Regions from separate parts of the Sus scrofa genome. Here region 2 is linked to region 1. Evidence: chromatin contacts called from public HiChIP or PLAC-seq data. All regions are on one chromosome and are shown on one strand. Each heading gives the region's core, a stretch centred on a gene start, on an enhancer-like site or on the middle of the called end of the contact. The rest is flanking DNA. Distances are from core to core; before and after follow the strand shown.

The links. HiChIP or PLAC-seq counts read pairs in DNA pulled down with a chosen protein or histone mark.
Region 2: a contact with region 1 is called in an H3K27ac HiChIP or PLAC-seq map of alveolar macrophages. The contact joins the promoter of IFT46 here to the promoter of ATP5L in region 1. A contact is called at or near these places in 1 of 5 promoter capture datasets (fetal liver), 4 of 47 Hi-C or Micro-C datasets (embryonic fibroblasts, heart right ventricle, retroperitoneal adipose tissue and 1 more) and 2 of 2 datasets of contacts at active chromatin or transcription factors (alveolar macrophages and skeletal muscle).

The regions. Positions count from the first base shown.
Region 1 is chr9:45,703,152-45,710,463 of Sscrofa11.1, forward strand. ATP5L (ATP synthase, H+ transporting, mitochondrial Fo complex subunit G) reads left to right here and starts at 3,298. Exons shown (of 3, transcript NM_001244137.1): 1 at 3,298-3,633. The coding sequence starts at 3,582. It overlaps LOC102167309 (a long non-coding RNA gene), which reads right to left and starts at 3,621. Exons shown (of 2, transcript XR_002335663.1): 1 at 3,490-3,621.
Region 2 is chr9:45,858,880-45,865,768 of Sscrofa11.1, forward strand. IFT46 (intraflagellar transport protein 46 homolog) reads right to left here and starts at 3,039. Exons shown (of 12, transcript XM_003357317.4): 1 at 2,815-3,039; 2 at 2,064-2,160. It overlaps ARCN1 (coatomer subunit delta), which reads left to right and starts at 4,893. Exons shown (of 10, transcript XM_003357318.4): 1 at 4,893-5,064. The coding sequence starts at 5,062.

The DNA of each region.
Region 1 (7,312 bases), core at 2,048-4,547:
AGTGAGGCACATTCCCCTATGGAGTGTCTGTATCACTATTCCTCTAAGCCTGAAATATAACTAACAGGAAAAGCGATATGATCTAGAAACAGGGGTCATTGCTTCATTTAGAGGACGTTATTATTAACCACAGCCTGTTTCAAATAAGATGGTAGTTTTATGAAATTCCAGCACGAGCTGTTATAAGCAGTCTTTGATGTGTTTTTGATGGTATCAGCTGGAAACCCTCAAATCGGAGGGCATCCCACACTAGATAGAAAGTAGATGTTGCCTGTTGCTGTGCTTATAAATGAAAAAGCCTGGCTGGAACTCTTGCAAACGCCAGAATGTAAGATAATAATTCACTATGCTCCTTGAGCCTTTAAGATATAGGTTGACAGGATTTATTTCTTAAAATGAGCTTCATTTCATATTTATTATCTTCATTTATATCTCTGAGAATTAACTATATAAAAAAGCTTCTGTCTGCTTGTATTTATCTTCCAAACCCAGTCTAATAGGATATTTTGACTTTTAAAAGAAGTGGAGAAAAGACCAGAATTTTATAGGAGAAAATTGGAAGAAAAAACGGGCACAAAACCTCAGAAGGCAGCTGTTCCCAGCGGCTTTCTATTGAACAACCTCTATGCTGCCTCTTGTATCTGTGTCTGTATTCTACTTCTGTGTTTAGTCTTCAGATTGTAAGCCTTTCTGGCAAGCTTGTTTTTGTTTTTTTTTTTTAAAGCTCTTTTCCTGAAACTTTTTATGAAAGGCTATGGCACCATTAATGCTGCTGAGTATCTTTAAACTCATTACAAAGACAAGTGCATAGCTTAAGGCCACTATTGGTAAGGAAGCCAGGTGTCCTCTGTGCCTTTTTTCTTTCCTTGAAGTAATTTAAGAACACCCCAAAAATGAGACTAAAAAATTATCATCTTGGTACAACATGGTATTTATATATGCACTTGGACACTTAAAGAGGTGTTGTGTTATCCAGAATGCAGAAGCAGCTCTAAACTTATTAGAGCAAACTTTCTGATATATCAAGTTTTGTGTGTTGGCTTTGCTAGGGTATGATAGGAAAATGAAGACTCTTTAATCAGCTCTAGTATTGCTTTTTAAGAGGGTAATACTAAACTTGGAAAATTATTTAAGTAGGTTTTATCAAGCAATCTGGGTTGTTGTTTTTTTTAATATAGTTTTTAATAGATATTTGAAAAGTGAAAGAAACTTCAGAGGTTTTTTAATGGTGCAGGTGAAGGTGCCGGTTGCTATTTGGTATCACACCCTACAAAAGCTTCATTACTTTATTTGATGCTGGTTGCTAAGCAGCCATTGCACAGAGCATAAGTCTACTGGGTGCCTTTACAAGCCAGAGGCTTGATGCTGCACTGTTGATGTCACGTAAGAAAATAATGCACATGCTCTAACTGCTAAACAGGAAAAGAAACCTAGAAACAAAGAAAATGAAGAACAAAATGACAAAAAAGTTTGATTGAAATAAAATTTGATCAACATAACTGTATTTGGAAACATTCCAGGAAGGTTACTTCTGATCAAACTTGCCTGGGGGTGTTTGTTCAAACTTGTATTTAATAAATGAACATCTGACTTACAACCTTTTGTTATCACTTCCTTTATTACAGTATTAAAAGGCAGTGGCAATTTCAGAAATCCTTCTGAAAACTTCAAGGACTCTACACTTCACTTTTTTTTTTTAAGGTCGTATCAAACGTGTGGCCTGGCTAACTTGACCTCCCTTGCTAGACTTCTGGACCCTGGAGTTAGCTTCAGAAGATGAGTCTCTGGGCATGTATTTTCCTAAGCAGTTCATTTTTGGCTTCACTTTTCTGGCCCAAACCACAGGTCTTTCATTTTAATTGTTGATTATCATGTTCCCCTTTCTTGCCTCTTGTTTCTGTACTCTCCTATGCAAGACCTCAACCCAGATTAACTAACCCAGCCATTCTCCCTGCTCCAATATTCCAGCTACAAACAACTATTGGAGAAAAATGACAGCCTTTAGAGTGGTGTGGCCATAAATGTGTCTCTAACATTACCCAACAACTCTGTGTGTCCTTAACTTAGCAGCTATTCCAAACTTAACCTCTTTCCTCAAATTCTCTCCCACGCTCCCATTTAACCCTTCACACTCAGGTGAACTTGCCTTCTATTTCAAAGACATCAGAATTTCCACTTTCAGACTTCTCTTTCATCATTCCATCTGTGGAAAAGGCCCCACCACTCCAGGGCTAATCCCAACAACCTTATCTCCTACCTCAGCAGGAATCTTGTCAGTCCCCTCTCTCTAGCTTCATCTCTCCCTTCAGTTTCACATCTCATTTGGTTTTCTGATTCATATTCCTTTATAGCCATATTTCTCACTCATCCACTCTGACTTCTGTCCTAATTGTTTGAAACTGATCTATGTTTCCATACTGCTAAATTAACATCCCCAGCCTTTCTTTGACTTCTCTAGAGTATCAGGCAACTGAATCACTCCTTCACTCAAAGGCTGATCTTGGCTTCTTGATATCACTCCTAATTTTTCATTCCACCTCTAACCATTCCATCAATCAAAGTTTTACTTCTGCTCAGGCTTCTTCCAGGTACATTACTTATTCTGTTTTTCTCATCAAATGCCACTTCCCTATATGTATCTTTTCCTCCAGTTATATTTAACTATAAAGTTTCAACTCTGTAGTACATAGGTGTTCTGTTATACATTAATTCAAGGACCTCCTTCTCTAGGAAGTCTTCCCAGATCAGCAAGACGCCTAATTCCATACTAATGCCTTTTCTTTGTTTACAATGCAACTTCTTCAGATCCCAACTCTGCTATATGAACATTTATCAATTCCAGTCTTAAATGGGGACGTTACCTGACACAGAGGCTTTCTTTAAATTCCAGAATGCCTAACAGACTGGAAGCCGTCAGTAAATGTGATTTTGTTCTTTATATCTGAACAGTTCCTTGTGGCTGGTTAGGGAATTAGATTCTAACCCTGATACAGGATGCAAGGGAGACGGGGATTACAAAAGATCAACTAGAGAAAAGCAATGGGCTGAGGCAGATGACAAGTTACGTAGCGCCCCCCCCCCCCCCCACTATACATGTTTGGCCTAGGACCCTCTGCCTTTGTAAGACGATCGTGTTGGCCTAGAAAAATCGCAACAGCGCCTTCCAGTCCTAACTTCCCACGTTGTCCCAGAAAAGCTGCAAAAGCACCCTACACAAAAAGTGGAGGTGGGAGCAGCAGGCTGCCCGGGACGCTCAGGGCACATGCGCCTTCCCGCCCCGCTCCTGTCTTCCGACTTCCCTGAGCGGCTGCCCCAAGAAATGCCTGTTTCTCTGCGGCAGAAATGTGTTGCTTTTTACCTGCTCTCTGATCTCATCTTCTCATACCCACTTTTCCCTCTTGTGAGTGAAGAAAATAAACTGACCCACTGGATTCCGAAGAGACAGTACACCTAAATATATTGGACAGGCGCAGAAAGAGGAGGCCTGACCTTGGAAGCGGAACGGGGTCCTGCCGCAGGTCCTTCCTGGCGGGTGACATTCAGCCAGCCAGTCGCAGCGACGGACTTTCACTCCTAGAACCATGGCCCAGTTTGTCCGTAACCTCGCGGAGAAGGCACCGGTCTTGGTTAACGGTGAGCGCGGCGTGAAGCCTGCCGACTGGGGTACCCGGGCGCGGGGTGCGGGGGAGAGGCCTGCGAGGGCCTGAGGGGAGGACGCGGGCTGCGGTCACGAGGGGCCGGCGGAGCTGTTGTGTGTGCCGCCTGAAGGAGGACTGGGGACAGAAGGCAGATTCGCGATTCTTTTCTAGCCTTTTGGCCAGGCCTGCGGCTTGGGTTCTCTCTACAATCTAGAAGTTCTGAATTTTGACCACGACGGGGAGGGGAGGGAGTGTGCAAGCAGCCGGGGGTTGCCCTGCAGCCGCCGCCATGACGCCCTTGGACCGCTCGGAAAAGGAGCAGGGAGGGGGATGGCTCTGTTAGGAGGGCGAGGGAGGTGAGGACAGAGACGTGTAGAAGTACAGACGTGCGGCCTCATCGGCTTTTCTGCTTCCGGTGGAGTATTTGGAAGGCTACAGAGCTTTTAAGGATGGGTGACCTTTGGAACGTTGCCTTTGCTTTATGCCTTGGCCAGGCTCCGAGGTATTTTGTCTTTAATCTAAGTGAGTTTTCAGATGAAGTTGAACTTTACGGACGAATGTCCCTGCCTTGGTAAGTATAGGAAGGGATATGTGTAAATAGTAATCCTTATTATCATAGTTCAGCGTCCGTGGGGATTTTCCGTTTGGAAAAGCATCGCTGGTCGAACGCTGTGTTTCGGAACAGGTGAATAGTCACAGCCCAGAGTAGTAGTCTTAAGTGAGTAAATGTTTCAGTTGTCTGCTGGGTATCAAGCTATTCATTTTATTCCCAAAATGAGATCAGTTAAATTAACGGAAGCCTTTCCATTAGATGTGCTATATTCTAAGTAAGTGGTTGAAGCGCAGATCTCTAAATAGCTTTCGGTCAGATTTGATTAGAAAAGTAAATAGAAATTTTTTTAATATGTATAATATTTCTGAAGCTATTTTGCTGTGATTGGTATTTTCTTATTCATTGTCTCCTTCCTTTCTTCCATGAACAGTTATTGAAAGTCTTAACAGTCAAATAATTGATTCTTCCTATGGTTCCCTTCCTACTACCAGTTAATACACTTAACCAAAGAACTTAAGTGTGCAACTTTACTAAAAGCACTACATTTTTTACATAGTACAAAGAGAAGACATAGCAGCTTGCTTATTTCGACTTTGTGGATGATTTGAGACAAATTTTCTAGAATTGCAAGTGGGTTTTTTTTTCCTCCTGCCATGGCTTTCACATCTTTTTTAATTCCTTCTTTGCCTGTTTTTTTAATTGCCACACGTGTGGCATATGGAAATTCCCAGGCTAAGGGTCAAATCCGAGCTGCAGCTGCCAGCCTACACCACAACCACAGCAATTCGGGATCCGAACCCCATCCACAGCCTACACCGCAGCTCACGGTCAACACCAGATCCTTAACTCCCTGAGCGAGTCCAGGGATGATGGAACTTTCATCCTCATGGGCTAGTTGGGTTCGTTTCCACTGAGCCACAGCAGGAACTCTGGCTTTCACATCTTTTCAGTGGTGTCTTGAGGAATTGAAGACCAATTTTTTTTTTCCAAATGATTTTTATCTTTTCCATTATAGTTGGTAAGACCAATTTTAATAATAGTTTACAAAAAAAATAAGAAAGTTTTAAATTATGAAATATAACTTGTTATAATTAATTCAGCTCTTTATTATGAATAAAGATAAAGGTTGTTATTCTTCCAGACATACTCAGAAAGGAGAACTCAACCGGGGCCAGAATGCTAAAGTAGAAATATATTTTGTTTTCTAAATTAACTCAGTGTATTAAATGTTAATGTTAAGTATATGAAAAATTGGAGTTCTCTTCTGGTGCGACAGGTTAAGTATCCAGCCTTGTCACAGTCTATGACAGTTTCATAGTCTTTGCTTACCTTTCATGACCTTGACAGTCTTAAGGTGTCTGTCTAGGTGTCCTATAAAGATGGTCCTCAATTTGGATTTGTCTGGAGTTTTTGTAATGATTAGTCTGGAACTATGGATTTTGAAAGAGAATACCACCAAAGGGAAGTGCCCTAATCACATATCAGGATGTGAGTGATATTCATATAACATCACTAGTGAAATTAGCTTTCATCATTTGGTTAAGGTAGTTTCACTAGGTTTCTCCTAAAGTTACTGTTTTTTCCTTTCCATATTTTTTAGAAGCAAGTAACTAGGAGTTCCCTGGTGGCCTAGTGGTTAAAGGATCCAGCATTGTCACTGCTCTGGTGCTTGTTTGATCCCCAGCCCGGGAACTTCCACACGCCATGGATGTGGCAAAAAAAAAAAAAAAAAAAAAAAGAAGTAGGAGTTCCGTAGGGCACAGTGGTTAGCGAATCCGACTAGGAACCATGAGGTTGCAGGTTCGATCCCTGCCCTTGCTCAGTGGGTTGACGATCTGGCGTTGCCGTGAGCTGTGGTGTGGGTCACAGACGCGGCTTGGATCAGGCGTTGCTGTGGCTCTGGCGTAGGCTGGTGGCTATGGCTCCAATTAGATCCCTAGCCTGGGAACCTCCATATGCCACAGGATCGGCCCAAGAAATGGCAAAAAGACAAAAAAAAAAAGAAGTAGTAGTAACTAAATTGGGGGAGGTAGAGGCAGGATTCCATCTCCTGTAGGAGGGAATATCTACATATATTTAGTAGAATTCTTCTATGAGAAATAATTGTCTCTGCCTCATATATTTATTCAGTCATTCATTGTGTGGACTCATGCACATTTATTTCATACTTTGTACCTCCAGTAGTATATTATTTTGTTGCTCAAACTATTCCAGCTTTGGCCATTGAGAACTCTTTCAGTATGGCACCTCTCTCCTTTGGACATTCCCCCTTTCTAGTTCTACAAGATGCTTCAGATTCTATGTATTCCCTGCCCTAGCCTTAAAATAGCCATTTCTCCAAAGAACCTGAGTTCTTTTTATTGGACAATAGTAATTTGAAACTAAGATCTAGGTACTGTATATATTCCTTGCTACTAGTCTACGGTAGTCACCCTTTAATCACAGGGGATAAGTTCCAAGACTGCCAGAGGATGCCTGAAACTACTGGTAGTACTAAACACTGTATATGCTGTGGCTTTTTTGTTTTTTGTTTGCTTGTTGTTTTTACTACTGCATGTATTGCATTCGGAAGTTCCCGGGCTGGGGGCCTAATCAGAGCTGCAGCTGCTGGCCACAGCCACAGCACTGCCAGATCCTTAACCCACTGAGTGAAGCCAGGGATCGAACCCAAATCCTCGCAGATACTACATCGGGTTCTTAACCCGCCGAGCCACAACAGGAATTCTGTATGCTGTTTTTTCCTATACATACACACCTGTGATAAAGTTAATCTATAAACTAGGCACAGTAAGAGAGTAATACCAATAATTAATAAAATAGAACAGTTGTAACAAAATACTACATGAATGTGGTCTCTCAAAATATCTTATTGTACTTTACTCTTATATGAGTGAGATGTTATAATGCCTGCGTGTTGAGATGAGGTGGGTGAATGATGTAGGCATTGTGTCAGAGCATTAGGATGGAGCAGGGACATCATGAGATTCACCACACTACCCAGAAAGGCTCACCGTTTAAAACTCGTGGATTGTTTATTAATGGAATTTTCCATTTAATACTTTCAGACAGTGATTGACCACAGGTAACTGAATTGTGGAAAGCAAAACCACAGATAAGGGGG
Region 2 (6,889 bases), core at 1,789-4,288, 160 kb after region 1:
ATAAGTATGCTTAAGTCAGAAACCTGGGTGTATAGGTTTTATATAAAAGATTGAAAGCAGGGACTCAGACAGTTGTACACCAATGTACATAGTTGCACATTCACAATCTCCAGAAGGTGGAAGCCACCCAAGTTCTCATCAACAGACAAATGGATAAACAAAATTTGGGAGTTGCCGTTGTGGCACAGTGGTTAACGAATCCGACTAGGAACCATGAGGTTGCGGGTTCGGTCCCTGCCCTTGCTCAGTGGGTTAACGATCCGGCGCTGCCGTGAGCTGTGGTGTAGGTTGCAGACGCGGCTCGGATCCCGCGTTGCTGTGGCTCTGGCGTAGGCTGGTGGCTACAGCTCCGATTCAACCCCTAGCCTGGGAACCTCCATATGCCGCGGGAGCGGCCCAAGAAATAGCAACAACAACAACAACAACAACAAAAGACAAAAGACAAAAAAAAAAAAAAAAAAAAAAAAAAAAAAAAAAAATTTGGTTATATATACAATGGAATATTATTCAACCATAAAAAGGTTAGCAGGGGCTGGGAGGGGAAGGGGAATGGAGGGTTACTGTTCAACAGGTACAATTTCTATTCGGGATGATGAAAAAGTTTTGGAAATAGTTACACAACAACAGGAACCACTTAGTGCTACTGAACTGTATACCTCAAAATCGTCAAAATACCAAATTTTTATGTAGGCAAATTAACCACAATAAGCAAACAAACAAGCCTGGACGTCATCCTTGATTCCTAAGTCAGGAGTTAAATTCAATCCTTCAGCAACTCTCAGTGATCTGACCACAACAATACCTCTGGCATTAACCAATTCTATTATCAACTGTCACCACATCCAAGCCACTGTCACCTCAACTCCACCATGGCAACAGTCCTACTGACCCCCTACTTTCTCCGTAGCACCTTTCAATCCATGTCACACATAAGAGGAATATGGCCTCTTGAGCCCTGCTTGTCATGCCTCCCGCCCACCTCTGAGGCTACTTCCCCCTACCATATGCTGGTCTCTTTCAAGTCCTCAAACTAATGAAGTTCTTTCTGGCCTCAGTGCCTTTTCAATTTTCACTTGCTGCTCCCTCTTCCTGGCTTACTTTTCCTCAATGTCGAGACCCTTCTCATCTTTCAGCTTCAACTATCACCTCCTTGGGTCTTCCTTGATCCTTCTATCAAAAGTGGAGCCCATTCCTCACCAATATTCTCCATAACATCAAACTCTTTGCTTCCATCATGCACTTAATGCATCTGTAATTTTGTCTCTTTATTTATTTGGCGTCTGTCTCCCGTAATCACAAGCATCAGGATGACAGGGTTAATGTCTCTTTTAATACAGCATACCTAGTGCGAAGCATAAGGCTGACAGCAGGCATTCAAAAAATGTTTGTTGAATAAATGATGGTGTGAAGTCCTCTAAAAATATTCCGTTGAGATTTTAATTGGCATTGCAGGTTAAGCGCAGGTTACTGAAGCATCTTCAAAACTGAGCAAAAGACTTTTTTTTTTTTTTTTTTTGTCTTTTTGCTATTTCTTTAGGCCGCTCCCGCAGCATATGGAGGTTCCCAGGCTAGGGGTCGAATCGGAGCTGTGGCCACCGGCCTACACCAGAGCCATAGCAACGCTGGATCCAAGCTGCGTCTGCAACCTACACCACAGCTCACGGCAATGCCGGATCGTTAACCCACTGAGCAAGGGCAGGGACCGAACCCGCAACCTCATGGTTCCTAGTCGGATTCGTTAACCACTGCGCCACGACGGGAACTCCAAGACTTTTGATAAATTAAATAAACAAACATGAACCCCTGGCAGATTATGGGTAAAGAGTATCACGAAATAAATGATGATGGGAAACTGGTCAGATTGAAGGAAGATCCTGCAATGTGGGTGGCGGTGTTTTCTCCCTCCTTAAGTAGTTAGAAAACAGAAGCGACAACAAATAACTTGACTCTGAAAGTCAACATTTGCTATTATAAACTAAAAAATTATTGGAAACAATCATGAGTCCATCCTGCTCTTTGCTCTGAGAACCGTCTGTCTTCTTTTCTCTTCATTTATTTCTTACCTTTGTGTCTTGAGGGAGGAGTATAAATACTTGCAACCTCTTCCGAGTCGTTAATCTCTAGACGCTCATCATATGTCTGGTTTTCTATAATCTTGGTCTAAGTAAAAGGAAACATGATTACACAGCTCCTATCACGGGACAGTAAGCACTCTGTGGGGAGCTGGACTCCAAACCAGCAATGGTTCCGAGACACCAGTTTTACATGAAACCCTCACCCCAGTTCAAGCAGTTAAGTCATTCTGCTGCAGCCCTTATTTAGGAACTGCTGGCAGGCTGACCGGAGAACGAAGAAATCCTGGAGCGAAACAACAGCCAACTTCTGCATCACCTTCCCCAAAGCTCTTTTGTAGAGAACGGCTCAAGTGAGCCTCAGGTTCGGTCAGTTTCCCAAGGCTGCTGGGATTTCTTAGCTGTAGAGGTTCTAGAAACAATTCTGTTTCTAGAGTCACCAGGGCGGGGGCTGTTCCTCTAAGAGAGGTTAAACTCTAGTCTCTTGGTCCAAAAGCATCACCCTCATCTATACCATGACCACCCCACCCCCCTTGGTCTCGTCTTGTAGTTCGGATGCCCCTTACGTTTCGTGGGGAGTAAGGCAAGCAGAATGGTCGGTGATGGCGTGAAGGGAAGGGAGAAAGTATAGTGGGTAAGAAAACGGAAAGAAGTGGAGAGGGGTTGCGAGGACAGAAAAGGAGTCCTTTCTATTCCTCTTGGGAGAGAGGAAGCGTTCTCTGTTAGGGTGAGTACGAATTACCTGTAGCCCCTCCGAATCCGTCTCTTCTATCTGGAAGGAACCCCAGCCTAGGGCTGGGGTCTCACCCTAATCTCAGGCCAGGCCACTTTTACTTGGAAAGAAGGGGAGCAACTGGCGTGTTGTCAGTAGCTAAGCAAACAAACAATAAATAAATAAATAAAAAGAGCGAAGAAAGAAACAGAAAAATCGCGAGACTTCCTTTAACTCTCGTGAGAGCTCAACTCGCGCATTATGTTTCTCCCCAGCTAAGGAGCCAAGCAGAAAAAGAGGAGCTCACATCGTGATTGTTTAGATTTCAACAGATGTGTCTGTGGTGGCATCTAGCGGCTGCAGGCAGCAAATCAGATGAATTCCGGTTGGTAGAGAGTTAAGCTCTAGATCCCGAAACACGGTCTGCATTTTTTACCCAGGGAAAGGATCAGTAGGTATGAGTTCCTATTAAGTCAGACCACTCAGCCTTTAGGCAAACTCAGGGGTTGCCTCAATTCCTGACATTCTGTACTACTTTTATAGCATTTTTATTACATTATAGTCTTTCCCCTCCACTGTGTCCATAGCATGGGACATATTTATAGTATTAACAAATTATTATTTACCTGTGATTCAAATTTAACACATTCTCCCGCTTTTTTAATTTTTTAATTTTAATTTTTTTTAGGGCTGCACCTGCGACCTATGGAAAATCCCAAGCTGGGGGTCAAATCAGAGCTGTAGCTGCCGGCCATTCTTTCTCTGTATGGATTTATCTGTTCTGGATATTTTACATAAATGGAGTCATAGAAGATACGGTCTTTTGTGAGTGGCATCTTTCACTTAACATAGTATTTTCAAGGTTCATCCATGTTGTATCATGTATCAGAATTTAATTCCTTTTTGTGACTAATATTCCATTGTTTAGATATACTACCTTTTTTTTTTTTTTTTTTTTTTGTCTTTTTAGAGCTTCCTCCACGGCATATGGAGGTTCCCAGGCTAGGGGTCTAATCGGAGCTGTAGCTGCCGGCCTATGCCAGAGCCACAGCAATGCCAGATCCCAGCCGCGTCTACAACCCACACCATAGCTCATGGCAACCCCGGATCCTTAACCCACTGAGTGAGGCCAGGGATTGAACCCGAAACCTCATTGTTCCTAGTCGGATTCGTTTCCGCTTTGCCGGTGGGAACTCTAAATATACCACATTTTGTTATTCATTCGAGTACTGAGGGACACTTGGATCGTTTCCACTTTTTGGCTATTATGAACAATGTTTCTATGAACATTAGTGTTCAAGGTTGTGTATGGGTGTGTGGTTTTAACTCTCTTGGGCGCATACATAGGAGTGAATTGCTGGGTCACATGGTAACCCCATGCTTAGCTTTTTGAGGAGCTGCCAAGCTTTCCCCAAACAATTAAACTACTTCAGGTTCCCGCCAGCAGTGTATGAGAGTTCTAATTTCTCCACATTCTCACCAACTCTTATTATTATAGCCATCCTAGCAAGCTTTGATTTGCAATTCCCTAAGGACTAAAGATATTGAGCATATTTTTATGTGCTTATTGGCCATCTATCGTTTTGTTTTTGTCTTTTTATGGTTGCACCCGTGGCATATGTAAGTTCCCAGGCTAGGGGTCAAATCAGAGCTGCAGTTGCTGCCACAGCCACCAGCAATGCCAGATCCAAGCTGTGTCTGTCACCTACACTGCAGCTCAGGCAATGTTGGATTCTTAACCCACTGCATCAGGCCAGGGATGGAACCAAATCCTCATGGATCCTAGTCCCGTTCCGTTTCCACTGAGCCACAAGGGGAACTCCTTCCATTGTTGAGTTTTAAGGATTCTTTATATATTCTGGCTACTAGTCCCTTATGAACACCAGTTATTTTGTATGTTAAATGCTACCAGTGGCTCTGAGAGCTTTATAAACTGCAAGAGATTTCGCAATTTAAACGAAGGCGCTGAGGACGGTGAAGGAACTGAAGCCAGCGGTTCCACGCAGGAGGTGGAGGCTCCAGGACTCCATGGCACAGCCTGCGTAGCAGCCCTGCGCCCGGTCTCCCCACTCACGGCGCCCCGCCTCCCGGCCTTTGACCCGCGCCGTTTCCGGTTGGAGACGTGGCTCGAGGCCGCCATCTTGGCAGGAGGCGAAGCGGCCGGCGCTCCTGTCAGGGGGGCAGCAGGTTCTGAGCGGCGGGTGCTCCCCTTCCTCCCACCCCAGCCGGAGTCGCAGTGGAGCTGGAGCGCGGGAGCGCCTCACCACCGCCCTCACCATGGTAAGACCTGAGCCGGACCCAGCTCCCTGGACGGCCTCGCTCGCCCGCTTTCCCTGCTGCCGGCCTGGTGCTGGGGCCAGAGGAGCCCCGCCCCGAGCGCCCGGAGCCGGTCGCTTCGCTGGGGCTCTGGGAGCGTTGTGGCCTTCCCTACCCTGTGTCCGACCTGTGGAGAGATCCGAGGGACCTGACTCCTCCAGTCGTCTGTCGTTGCGCCCACACCCCTCCCCCGCAATCGGCTGGGCACCCTGCTCTGCCAGGACTCAGGCCCTAAAACGGGCCTGGAGTTTTGCTCTGCAGGAACCTCTTAGTGATGTCCCGTGGACCCCACTCTGCGGACCAGGAAGCTAGTGTCCAGCAGGTTCCGTGGGTGCTTAGGCTCAGCAAGCCGGGCCTCTCAGGAGTTCTCTTCTGTAATCGGCTCACCTCCCCCCGGTGTTCCTTAGGCCATTGATGTTCTAAACCTAAATCTAAATCCGTTAGCGTTCCGGACTTTTTCTTTAGTTTGTTCAAAAGGGAGAAATAGAGGACAGTTCCGAAAAGAGGCCTAGAACAGGTAGGATTAACTTCTGGCACTAATTTGTAGGACCCAAGTGTTCCTGAAAGCTGCTACCTATTTCTGTAGATCTTGGGTAAGTCCATTTATCAGTGCGATTGAGTATATAGGTGTGTATGGAGCATTGTAGAAATGTGAGCAGATTAAGGAGAACACAGGCTTTCTGTCTTCAAGGAGCTTATAGTTCAGGTGAAATGAAATGTGTGTGTCAGATGTCTCACGGGAGTGAGAAAGGGTTCACACTCTGGGACTTGCTACTTGCCTTCAGTTGTGTTCCCATCTGTTGTTGAGACAGTTAAAATTAATGTGGATGGGATGGGACAAAACACAATGCTCAATCCACCAAATCTTGCTTTATTACTACCGCGGATGGGTATTTATGAAGCAGGAGAAATTTTTTGGTTCCAAACAAGCTATAAATTTATTTTTAAGTGCACTTTATGGCCTTCAGTCTTTTGAAGGATATTCCTTTTTTTAATTCTTTTTTTGTCAGTAGGTTCATAATTTGATTTAAAGCATTTTCCTACATGCTTCAGATATGATGATGTAATTTGGTGCCAGTCATATTAAGTTCTGTTGACAGCCTTTTTCGTGCTTGGGCTTTAAACCACTGAAAGATTTTCTTCAGCTTCAGGCATATAAATTGCATCAAGCAGGTTTGCCTCATAAAACTTTTATGTCGGACATAAAATTTCCAAAAAGTCCTTTCTTCATTTCCACTGGGAGGCTTAATATTTGGGTAGTGATTTTTAAGTTACTTTCCTTTTACATCCTGGGTGTACTTATAATGCATTTCAGAGTATATTATAATTTTAAAGTCAAAATTAAAGCCTTGTGTTACATAAACCAAACATAGGTGATCTTTACAAAAACCTTGTAAATCAAAGAGTTCCTGCTGGGTTGAGAATCCAACTGCAGGGAGTTCCCTTCGTGGTGCAGTGGAAAGAATCCTTAGGATGCAAGTTCAGTCCCTCAGTGGGTCAGGGATCTGGTGTTGCTGTGAGCTGTGGTGTAGGTTGCACACACCACCTGTATTCTGCCGTTGCTGTGGTTGTGGCATAGGACTGCAGCTGCAGCTCCAATTTGACCCCTAGTCTGGGAACTTCCATATGCTATGAGTACAGCCCTAAAAAGCAAAAAAAAAAAAAAAAAAGTAATCCTACTGCAGTGGTTCAGGTTGCTGCAGAGATATGGGTTTAATCTTTGGCCCTGCATAGTGGAGTAAAAATCTGGCATTGCTATGGCTGTGGTGTAGGTCACAGCTTCACCTCA